Regions from separate parts of the Sus scrofa genome. Here region 1 is linked to region 2. The links are chromatin contacts, called in public Hi-C maps. All regions are on one chromosome and are shown on one strand. Each heading gives the region's core, a stretch centred on a gene start, on an enhancer-like site or on the middle of the called end of the contact. The rest is flanking DNA. Distances are from core to core; before and after follow the strand shown. Region 1 holds the start of ERRFI1 (ERBB receptor feedback inhibitor 1). Region 2 holds the start of PARK7 (Parkinsonism associated deglycase).

Region 1 (5,425 bases), core at 1,912-4,411, 53 kb before region 2:
AGAGCCGAAACACAAAAACATCTGTAAACAGTGTGGATAAACACCAAACTCTGTATCCTCTTCTATAGGAGTTACATAATATCAAGATATAAATCTGGAAGGGTTGTGAGATCCTTATCACAGGTATGTCTGCTCACACCTGACTTGTGTGGATGCTGGCCGAGGAGGAAAAGGAACAATGGTCCTTAGGAAAGCAGAGACTGTGGTTGTGAGTTTCTGAGCCAGAACCTCCCCCTGTTCTCACTCCAGGGACAGCCTCTTCTCACTCTAAAAGAACGGCAAGTGCAAAGGGACAATCTGGGACAATGCGATGCAAGTCTAACATTTTCAAAGTCATGTTGAGGGGGTTTTTTATATTAAATAAAATCAGCTAATAGAAATTCCTTGGGAGGTGGCCTCAAAATTAGATGGATTGGGAGTGATGTAAAAACATTGTCTGGGAGTTCCCACTTGGCTCAGTGATAACAAACTCAACTGGTATCCATGAGGATGAGGGTTTGATCCCTGGCCTCGCTTGGTGGGTTAAGGATCTGGCATTACTGTGACCTATGGTGTAGGTCACAGACGAGGCTCAGATCTGGTGTTGCTGTGGCTGTGGCGTAGGCCATCAGCTGCAGCTCCCATTCGACCCCTAGCCTGGGAACTCCATATGCTTTGGATGTGGCCCTAAAAAGACAAAAAAAAAAAAAAAAGTCTGATTTACGGTTTACGGGACATAAATTAAAATGTTAGATGCAGTACAGAGAATTTTTTTCCCCAAACCTCTAGTGTTCTATTGAAAGTCACTAAGTGATCATTTGATACGCTTAATATGTTAATGTCACTAGCATTTTGTGTTTAAACTTTTCCCCCCAGTACTGTACAGTATTATTGACATGTCAGTGTCATTACAAAACATAACTAACAGAGTCTCAGATAAAAGATTTGCGGGGTGTAATTCTTCTCATGTGATTCATCCACAGCTGAGAAAGCCATTCTGTAGGAGTATAACTGTAAGCAAAATTCAGCAAAGCGCTTAGCCATCGCTGGTTCTCCCTCCCCCCAAGAGAGAGCCCAAGATGTTTCTTTTGCAAGTTTTAAATAGATCGGAAGAAGAAAATCCAATTAATCCAGCATGACTCATGTGATTTTTGTGATTTTTGAGAATTTACCAAAACATGAGCACATCCCACAGCTGTCAACCCTATAGCAAGACTCCTATTGATCTTCCTTGAAAGAAGGGGTGTGTTTGATGGTTACTGTAGTCATTATCACTGTTTAATGAATAGGAGAATGTAAAAGCAGGCCAACCGGGCCAAAGCACAAATTACAACTGTGTTGTGGTGACTTGAAATAGCGTAACTAGGGTTCCTTTTGGCTGAAACTTGAGCTCGTCTAGTTTCCCATTCAGTAAATGCTGAACTGTGAGGTCTGAAAGGATGTTCTCTGGAAAGTTCTCAGGCTGATCCTTTTTTTACACGGATAACAGCGTATGGGTAAGTGATAAACATAAATGAAACAAAAATAGGGGGAAAAACATCCAGATGGACTTTCTGTGAATCCAAAAACCTAGTTAATTGGGCGAGAAAACTAGCAATTAGTTGTGAATCATGTTCATGGTTCTAAATAACAGTAAATGAATAGCAATACGAAAGGTTAACAAAAAGATGGCATAACCGAATTGTTCTTAAGCAGCGTGAAAATGATCCAAGTGCCCCTGCGGTCCAGAAGGAACCCATCAGAATGGAGGGGAGAGTTCTGCTTAGTATTTATTTCACCAATAAAAGAAGGCAAAAGGATACTTCAGAGTGTGTGTGTATGTGTGTGTGTGTGTGTGTGTACGCATGTGCTTAAGGCCTTGAATTCGAAATCAGGCCTTTGAATTAAATTTAGAAGAATGTAAGTAAATAATAGGAGAGAAAAGGCAAATCATTTCAGGGAGTGCAAAGTTAATAGTTAACCTGGTAATGAGGTCGGAATCTCACTCCATATGTTAAACCACCCCAATTAGGTAGCACTAAATGTCTAACTATCCTGCGTTATTGCTGAAAGGCAAGACTGGGCCTCTGCAGAGACCAAAGAGGTCAGCAGCAGGTCTCCGGCCTCCACTTAATGGAGAGTACCATTCAGCGGATTTGTTCTAGCTAAACCTGGAGGGTTTCTGTCTGTTTGCTTTTTTTCTTACTTTAGTTACTCTTGGTTTGTTATCATTTGTATTATTTATTTTACGGTTAAACTATAAGCCTAAGTTGCATCACCGGCGCCCCGAGAAACCTCCTCCAGCAGGCTTGCTGGTGTTCTGTCCTTGGGCATCCGTGGCTGCCCTGATGCCAAAAGATGTTGAGGTCGGTGTGGGTCTGTTAAGTAAACAGGAGAGTGGGCACTCAGGCAGATGCCAGGCTGGGGGTGGGCAGCCCTCTCCGGGTCAACTGCCACCAGGGCCTGGCCTCCATCGACAAACCTGTGGTCAGAGGAGAGGCGGCTGGGCACTGGTCCATGAAAGGCCCTCACCAGTATGGCCTCGCTACCCCTCACTGTCTCACACTGTCCCACACCATCCCTTCTCTCCCATGCTGTCCCCTCTGGTCCCACGCTGTCCCTCCCTGTCTTGCACTGCCCCTGGATGTCCCTCCCTGCCCCACACTGCCCTCCCACGCCGCGGCCTGCGGGCCTCGTGGTGAGCGCGGGGCCTGCAGGCTGCAGGGGCAGCCCCGCAGAGGCCCCGCTCGCCTTCTCCGGTGCCCTCAGCCCACCCACGCGCGGCGGCCCGCGGACACAGGAAGACAAAACCCTCCTCGTGGATGGTAACGATGTAACTAACTCCCGCGCGAGGCGCGGCGCCACCTTTGGTTCGAGCAGGAATCGCGGCCGCGGCCAGGAGGTTCGCCCACTTCGGAGGAAAATTCAGGGTGAGGGGTTCCGGGAGCTGGGCAGCGGCCGCCAGGATTCAGCCGAGAGGAGGTGTGAAGGCCGCGGCGGCCGAGAAACACATCCAGCGGGAGACAAAAGGTTGCTGCCCCTTAGGGCAGCGCGATGCAGGTGGACCCCACGCGAGCGCCTCGGCCGTGACATCGCCCCTTTAAGCGGCTCGCAGCCGGGATTGGCTGCGCCGAGGAGGTGGGGCGGTGGGTGGTGACGTCACGGACCCGCCCACCCGCTATATAGCGAGGCGGCGGCGGCATCGGCGACGGCGGCCGAGTGCGAGTGGGGAACGCGAGCGCGAGTGAACGGCTAGCGAGTGGCGAGGCGCCTGCGCGGTGTCCGGGCCCCTGAGCCCGCGGCGCTGAGACAGCCGGGACGGACATGCGCGGGAGGGCGCCGTGGGGCAGCCGCGGCTCCGCTGGGGTAAGGGGCCTGCGGGCCGGGGGCGGGGAGGCTGGCGCCGCGCCCCTCGGGGCTCCGGGCGGCTCCCGACGCGGGGCGGGCCCCCCGGGCGCCGAGAGGGTCGCCCGGCGCGGAATCTCCCGGGACAGAGGGAGGGGCCGGCGCCGGGGACGCGGTTCCCGGTGCGGCGACCTGGGGTCCTGCGCCCGCGGGCTGGCGGCGGCCTCGGGCTCTTTCCTCCTCCGCGCGGGGGCTGCGCCGGCAAACCGGGTCCTGGGAGCGGCGGGGGCCCGGAATCCGCAGCGGTTCTGACCCGCGCTCCCACTGCCTAGTCTCGGCGACGACGCTCATCCCCGGTCGGTGTTCTTAATTCATGTGGGCAGCTCCGTGCCTTCCTCCTCTTCCTCCCCCCAGTACGGGGTTCTGTGCTCTGAACGTCCTAAATTCTGCTTCACAAGGAAAGGAGCTGCAGAGTTCTGTGTTTGAAAGGTGAACGCTTCTTGGGTATTTCTCGTGTGTGTGTGTTTTTATGTGTATATCATAGCTTTGTACAAATTAGATGACTCTTTTACCGTGATTGGTACTGTATCGGTGCTTGCGAAGTCTGTATTAAGGTTTCATCATCGCTTGAAAGAAACCAGTCTCTTACCTGATAAAAAAATATGAATAGATTGTTAGTCATAAACTTAAGTGCCGTCAGAATAGAGACTGTAGCTTTAAAAGAGATGTGTTGGTGACTTTAGGTACACCTGCAACACAGGTAGGGCAGGACTGGTTTCTAGGCAACTGTCAGGGGTGAAGAAAGGTGAGGTTAAAATGATTTTTTTTTTCCTTCTGGAGAACAAGTGTTCTGCAGAAGTTTTAAGCTCTCGTAAATCTCTTCCAAATGCAGTGGGGATACATGTGAGAGAATGAAGCATCTAAAGTCCACCATACCTAGTCTTGCCTTCTGTCTTTCTGTCTTTCTTTTTTAACCCTACTGGAGTTATATAGGTGCACGTTTTCCTTAAACAAAGGCATTTTGGTACCTGTGTCAATAAATGACTAAATATTGCTAAGACCAAAATAAAAGAAGTCGGGGTTTCTTGTTAACATGCTGACTATGATTGGTTATCAGTATGTTATCAGCTAAGCTCTTTGAGCAGATTTAAAGAGAAATACATACAGGCTGTAGCATGGAGTTCAAACACTGGCCGTCATTACCCTCTTCCCAGAGAGGTTTCTTTTCGGCGGCTGTGTGTTCCCGTGGACACTGATAGGTGGGAGGAGGTCTAGGACTAACCATTTATAACCCAACAGATATTAGATTGTAAACTCCTTAAGGGCAGGAACTCTGCCTTGTACAGCTTCTATCTTATGCAGCTTTGTACATAGTTGATGATTGATAAATAATTGCAGGGAAGCATATTTTACATTTTAAAGCTCAGCGGGATTGGACCAGTCACTGATAAGGGTCTGAAAGCAAATCTTGTTTGGTTTGGTTTTTTTTTTTTGTTTTTTTTTTTTTTCTTTTATGGCTGTTATGAAACATCTGGATGATTTATATTTTTGACAGGTAGAATCTCCGTTTTGATGCATTGGCCTTCCTCCTTTGAGTTCACAGTGGATACTAGTCCCTCTCTGTGAGACTTAATTACACTGTAGACTTGAGTTTTTGCGTGGAAATAACCCTTAGCTGCTGCTGCTCAGAAGTCAAACCAGATAATACTTCCTTTCTGCTAATACTGATGGTAGCTTTTAGACAGCAAGTCACCTAAATTACAGGTACAATCTAACATGCTTGAAGCTGACCTGAATGTCTGCATACCATCAGGTTGCTCTAGAAGAGTGAGCAGAGGAGGGAAAAGGTGGTGCCGAGGGTAATTCCTGGAATCTGAATGTCATAGGCTCCCTCTACCAGAGGAACAACTCTGATCTTAATCTAAATAAATTTGAATTGGTCCCTCATTGTCGGGATTCCTCTAGCATCCTTTAGTGTTGGTGTTTGGCCATGCTTTCTAAAAGCTGATGACTAGCTCCCTAGATGCAGGAAATCCCTTTGTGGCATTCTGGCATTATTCGCACAGTGGAAACTCATGCTTGGTGAAGACAGATAAAACTGGTGAGTTTCAAGGTTCAGAAC
Region 2 (5,694 bases), core at 1,959-4,458:
CACTGCACCGGATCTTTTCCAGCCAGGCCTGCAACGGTGACCTTAATCTAAGAGAAAGACGTCATCGTGATATTTCATAACACTGAAACATAAATTTAGAGTAACATTTTCACAGCTGCCATGTGTCTTAAAAAAACTTGGCAGGAAATACTGCAACAAAGCCATGCTGACTTTAGGCTCATGTGCTGCTTAACTATCGCTCATCTCTAGGTCTGTCCCCGTTGCCTGTGATGCTGTCCCAGCACTCTGTCTGCCTCATGTCCTTCCTCCCACCAAGGGGTCTGGTTTGGGTGATCAATCAATATGATCATTCTATCCACAATCCACCTGCCAAGGTGCTGTTGCCATTTAAACCTCACGGGATTTTTGTAAGGTAGAGACGTGAGCTAAAACAACAAAATACTACCCTACCTTGCAAAAATGTATAAAGTAGAAAATACTGAGAAAAATGGGAATTTTCCTCAAGGCTTGTGGGCCCAGGTATCAGCACTTTAGTCTGTTTTGTTGTTTTGTTTTTGGCGGTGGTGAGCAGCGGCTCGATGTGGGATCTGAATTCCCAGACCAGGGATCGAACCTAGGCTGCAGCAGTGAAAGTGCCGAGTCCTAACCATTAGACCACCAGGGAACTCCCACATGCTAGTATTCTGGATGGTTTGACAGAATCCAATAACATCGACCAACTGACCAGCACGTCCTTTTAGGCTCAGAGTCTAGAGAACTTCCACACTCCGAACAAGGAATCCTGTCCCAGAGCGTGACAATCCTGTGAAGCGATGTAACAGAAGAAAGGACAGTGCAGGCATCTTCCTGTGGTGCGATACTGAGCAGCAATTTTAAATTAAGCAGACTAGATCGGTATCTTTAGTACAGCATGAGCACTTTAAATATTTCACTGACTGATGGATGGATGGAATAATGTCTCTGTGCCTCCATTTCTTTAACTGTAAAAGGAGGATGGCAATAACTTTTTATTATTGCCCTTGGTGTAACTTGCAACAGCAGAGTTACGACTCAGAGTTGTTGTAACATTTTAAGAGAATGCAAGTGCTCAGAATGACACCCAGTATGCAGTACAAGCTATGTAAGTATTCAATGTTATGATACAGGTTTATAATACAGACAAAATGAGAGCTGGAGCCTAATGCTACTTGAAAGACATGCACAGGATGGATACACCTTAGTGTGAGAAGAGTCTTGATCTCCAGGCCCAGAAGGGGAATAGGATTAGGGAAATTTACAAACAGGGCTTTAGGATGCTTTATTCCTTTAAAACACGTTTGTTCTTCAAGAAACAGGTGTGACCTGGAGAAGAGACTTGCGTTCCCAGAAGGGAGGGGCAAGGGGAGGGGCATATTGGGAGTCTGTGCTCAGCAGATGCAAACTACTACACATACAATGGATAAACAACAAAGTCCTACTGTACACCACAGTGAACCATATTCACTTTCCCATAATAAACCATAATGAAAAAGAAAATACAAAACAGAACGTGTGTGTGTGTGTATACACATACGAATCACTCTGCTGTACGTCAGAAACCAACACGACACTGTAAATCAACTACACTTCAATTAAATAAAATTTAAAAAAAAAAAGAAACAGGGGGGTTCCTGTCGTGGCTCAGCAGAAATGAATCTGACTAGGATCCATGAGGATGCAGGTTTGATCCCCGGCCTCACCTGGTGGATTAAGGATCCAGCATTGCTGTGAGCTGTGGTATAGGTCACAGATGCGGCTCAGATCTGGCATTGCTGTGGCACAGGCCAGCGGCTACAGCTCAGATTCAACCCCTTGCCTAGAAACCTCCTTATGCTTCAGGTGTGGCCCTAACAAGACAAAAAAAAAAAAAAAAAAGAAACAAAACAAAAAAACAGGTCTGTAAGAAATATGGGATGTTAACAAGTACTAAACGTGGAAAAGTGTATAAACAGGTAATTGGTTCTATGTAGTCTCTGTACGGTCGTGTACTTTTAAAATATTTCATAAAGTACACCGAACATTACTCCATTCAAAATGACAAAAATCAATTTAAAAAAAAAAAATGTTTTAAAAGGGAGGAGGGCTAGAAAACTTTGGAGGACTTACTCCAGCTCGTCTCATGACATCTACAGGAATAACCGTCTCCATCTCCTCTGCTCCTTTAGCCAGGATGACCAGAGCCCTTTTAGAAGCCATTCTTATGTTGTATTTTCTGAAGACTTAACTGGAAAGAAAGAAAAAAAAAAGATTTCGGAAAAACTTTCACCCTCTAAGAGCCAAAAACTTTCAATTTAGAAACTTTTTTAAGCAGAGTAACTAAGTGCTCCTACAGAAAGGTTTTGATAGACAAGCACAAATGAATAGGAAGAAGCACTTTAGGGTTCCCAAAGAATTTCAGCTGCTGCTCTTTGAGGTGAAAACACAGTAAGGTTGCCACCACGTGTCATTATTGCTTAGATTTTGTTTTTTTTTAAATCCAATTTCCAATAACATATCACAGATGAGGTTTTCCAAGACCCAAGTTCCTAGGTCTTGCATTTCACACAATGCGGGGGAGATAAAACGCCTCCTTTTTCAAGCACTAGTTCACAAGGACGGGACTGAACTTTCACGGGTAAAAAACGAAATACACAGGTTTTAACTATTAGCCCCTGAAATTTTTGGAGGAATTTTTTTTTTTTTTTTTTTAGTTCCAATAACTGCACTGAAAATTCTGGGGCGGGGTGGGGGTTAACAGTGTTAAATATTTGAACACTTTTTTTTCTTAAATGACAGATTAAGATGGGAATCCCCCTCGTTAAACCCAATCCTGCTAGACTGTCTCTCTTTGCACTTAGCTCTCTTACACAGGAGAGCTGCTAAGCTAGGGTCTGAACAGCTTATAGCCTACTCTTTTTCTAGAGTTTGTTTTCCGTGCAAAACGGATTATAATAAAATGACGTCAGCAAACACAAGATTAACTAGCCCCAAGCGGGTGGGACGGTATGCACGCAAATTTTCGCAGCCGTAGAGCTGGTACCACGCCGGCGGCCGAAGGCGTCATCCGCTCACCCCGGGAGGCCGCCTGATTCCATTCGTGCTCCCCAAGGCCCTGAGCCTTGCGGACCCTCTGGGGCGCTCCCTTCCGCGGCCCCGCCACCCTCCAGCGGGGGCTCAGCACCCCCTCGCCGCCCCCAGAGCCACGGCCTGCGCACGCGCCGCGCTCCCCAAGGCCCCGACCTGAACCTCGCTTCTTCCCGCAGACGCAGCGCTTCGGCCCGTTCTGGTCCCTGCGAGGACAACTGGGCCAGAACCGGACTAAACGGGAATCTACCCGAGTACGCACGCGTGCCCCCAGGCTCTGGCCTCAGTCCCGCACCGCGCAGGCGCACGCCGTCCGGCTTGCCATCGCCCCGCACCGCGCAGGCGCACGCCGCCGGCCGGCATCCTCGCCCCGCACCGCGCAGGCGCACGCCGCCGGCCGACATCCTCGGCCCCGCACTGCGCAGGCGCACGCCGCCCGGCCGGCATCCTCGGCCCCGCATCCTCGGCCCCGCATCCTCAGCCCCGCACTGCGTAGAGATAGGGCGCGGGCCTCGCGTTCCGTCACATCCGGCCGAACCCAGCTTGGAGAACCTTGGGGTTCGCCTGCCTGTTGTACCCCTACAGTGCTCCCGGGCGCACCCTGAAATGAACCCGCTTTGTGCCTCAGCGTGGACGTGTTGTGCGGTCTAGAGAGCCGTGGCGGCTTTCTTTAAACACACAATTTAGCAAAACAGAATTGTTTCTTTACGTCGCCTGTGTGGACCTGGGTCTCCCTTTGCATTGTTCCTATTTCCTGGAGCTCCTTCTCGAACTATTAGGATTCTCCTCCGCACTATTAGGATTCTTCAAAGTCTTCCCAAGCTTCATCACCTGTTCCCGTGACTAATTGGGTTAGGATGGATAATTTCACGTGTATTAGTTTCTCAAAAAACAATTTTTTTTTTAAGTATTCCAATGCTGCTTCTGCATCCACAGGATTAGTGTGACCGCTGAGCACATAATTCAGACCTATCTCCAGGTGTACCTGGGAGATAACACATGGGTCCCAGACAACCGCTATAAAGCAGCTATGCAATAAAGGAAGACAGGACTTTTTTTGGTTTTCTAGTGCACATAAAGTTACACTATAGTCTATTAAGTGGGCAATAGCATGTTTTAAAAAGTACATACCATATTTTAAAAATACCTTATTCCTGGAGTTCCCCTTGTAGCTCAGCGTTGAGGAACCCAATTAGTATTCATGAAAATATGGGTTCTATCCCTGACTCGCTCAGGGGTGTTAAGTATCTGGCATGGCGGTGAGCTGTGATGTAGGTCGCAGGTGCAGCTTGGATCTGGCGTGGCTGTGGCTGTGGCAGGCAGCTGTAGCTCCCATTCCTCCCCTAGCCTGGGAACTTCCATATGCAGCGGGTGCGGCCCTAAAAAGCCAAACAAAACAAAATAAAAAAACCCACGGTAGCCCTCCCAAATTTCCCTATAAAATCTAATACAAGCTGGCCTTCCTTTCATCTCCTTGCAGTTGCCTATGGTTCGCCTTAGTTGGCTTGTCCTGAATTGCAATCCTTCTACTATTCGTTAAACTCATCTTGGCTAGCTAAAGGCCTTGTTATTTTATTTTTTTAAGAGCCACAATCTCAAAGTTTAGTTTTGGAAATCTTTGAATATTGCTACTTTTGCTAGTCTCCAAATCCAAAATGATAGCGGTTACATTGAGCAGAGGTCTCGCATCTCTGGCAGCAGGTCCCTATCCAGTTCCATTTCCGCATCCTAGGTAACAATGTTACTCATTTCCACTATTGCTTTTTGCATGCACAAGCAGATGCAAGTGTGTACTATTATTTTCCTTCTTGCTCACAGAAATGTAGCAGAGCATTTATATCGTTCTGCACTTCCTTTCCTGTTGCCACTACCTTCTTGGGAATATCTTGGAGATTTTCCATATCAAAAAGAAATTCCTCATTTTTCTCCCTGGAGAGATAGTATCCCTTTGTGGACACAGTTTATTTGCTGGTGCCCTACTGCTAACACTTAGGTTATTTCCAACTGATTTCTGCCAACAGCATACACTGAATGACCACATTCATATGTCCTACTTGCGCAGGTATAACTGGAGGGTAAATTCCCAGAAGGGGGAAGTGCATTTGAGCAACTCCATACAAGATGAATCACTTATCATTCTCACCAGTAATATATGAAACCAAACAGGTTTTTACATTTTATATTTCTTACATGTTGATACATTTTGAGTTACATTTTTTTTTTTTATTATTCTTTTTAGGGCCACACCTGCGGCAGATGGAAGTTCCCACATGCTAGGGGTTGAATCAAAGCTGGAGCTGCCAGCCTATACCACAGCCACAGTAATGCCACATCTGAGCCACATTTGTGATCTACACAGCAGCTTGGTGCAATGCTGGATCCTTAACCCACTGAGCGAAGCCAGGGATTGAACCTGCATCCTCATGGATACTAGTTGGGTTCTTAACCTGCTGCCCACACTCCTAAAAAAGTTTTTTAAAAAATGTCAGTTTTTAAAGTTTCAATTTAGATATTAAACCTATGTTTACTTTCAAGAAATAACATGCTGTTTTTCTTTGTTGGTTTGCAGAGCACTTTCATATATTTCATGTGACCCTTACAATCGGGGTGAGAATGGTTTTGATTTAATTTTTTAAATTGTACGTAGATTTA

Evidence for each region. A called contact is a pair of places that touch in the nucleus more often than the background predicts.
Region 1: a contact with region 2 is called in a Hi-C map of liver, with 6 times the contacts expected there. The contact joins the promoter of ERRFI1 here to the promoter of PARK7 in region 2. A contact is called at or near these places in 1 of 5 promoter capture datasets (liver), 15 of 47 Hi-C or Micro-C datasets (alveolar macrophages, brain, embryonic fibroblasts and 8 more) and 1 of 2 datasets of contacts at active chromatin or transcription factors (alveolar macrophages).

Annotation. Positions count from the first base shown.
Region 1 is chr6:68,680,365-68,685,789 of Sscrofa11.1, reverse strand. ERRFI1 (ERBB receptor feedback inhibitor 1) reads left to right here and starts at 3,161. Exons shown (of 5, transcript XM_021095275.1): 1 at 3,161-3,324.
Region 2 is chr6:68,626,841-68,632,534 of Sscrofa11.1, reverse strand. It overlaps PARK7 (Parkinsonism associated deglycase), which reads right to left and starts at 3,208. Exons shown (of 7, transcript NM_001078663.1): 1 at 3,199-3,208; 2 at 2,086-2,203; 3 at 1-47. The coding sequence starts at 2,175. TRNAE-UUC (a tRNA gene) reads right to left here and starts at 625; the gene lies at 554-625.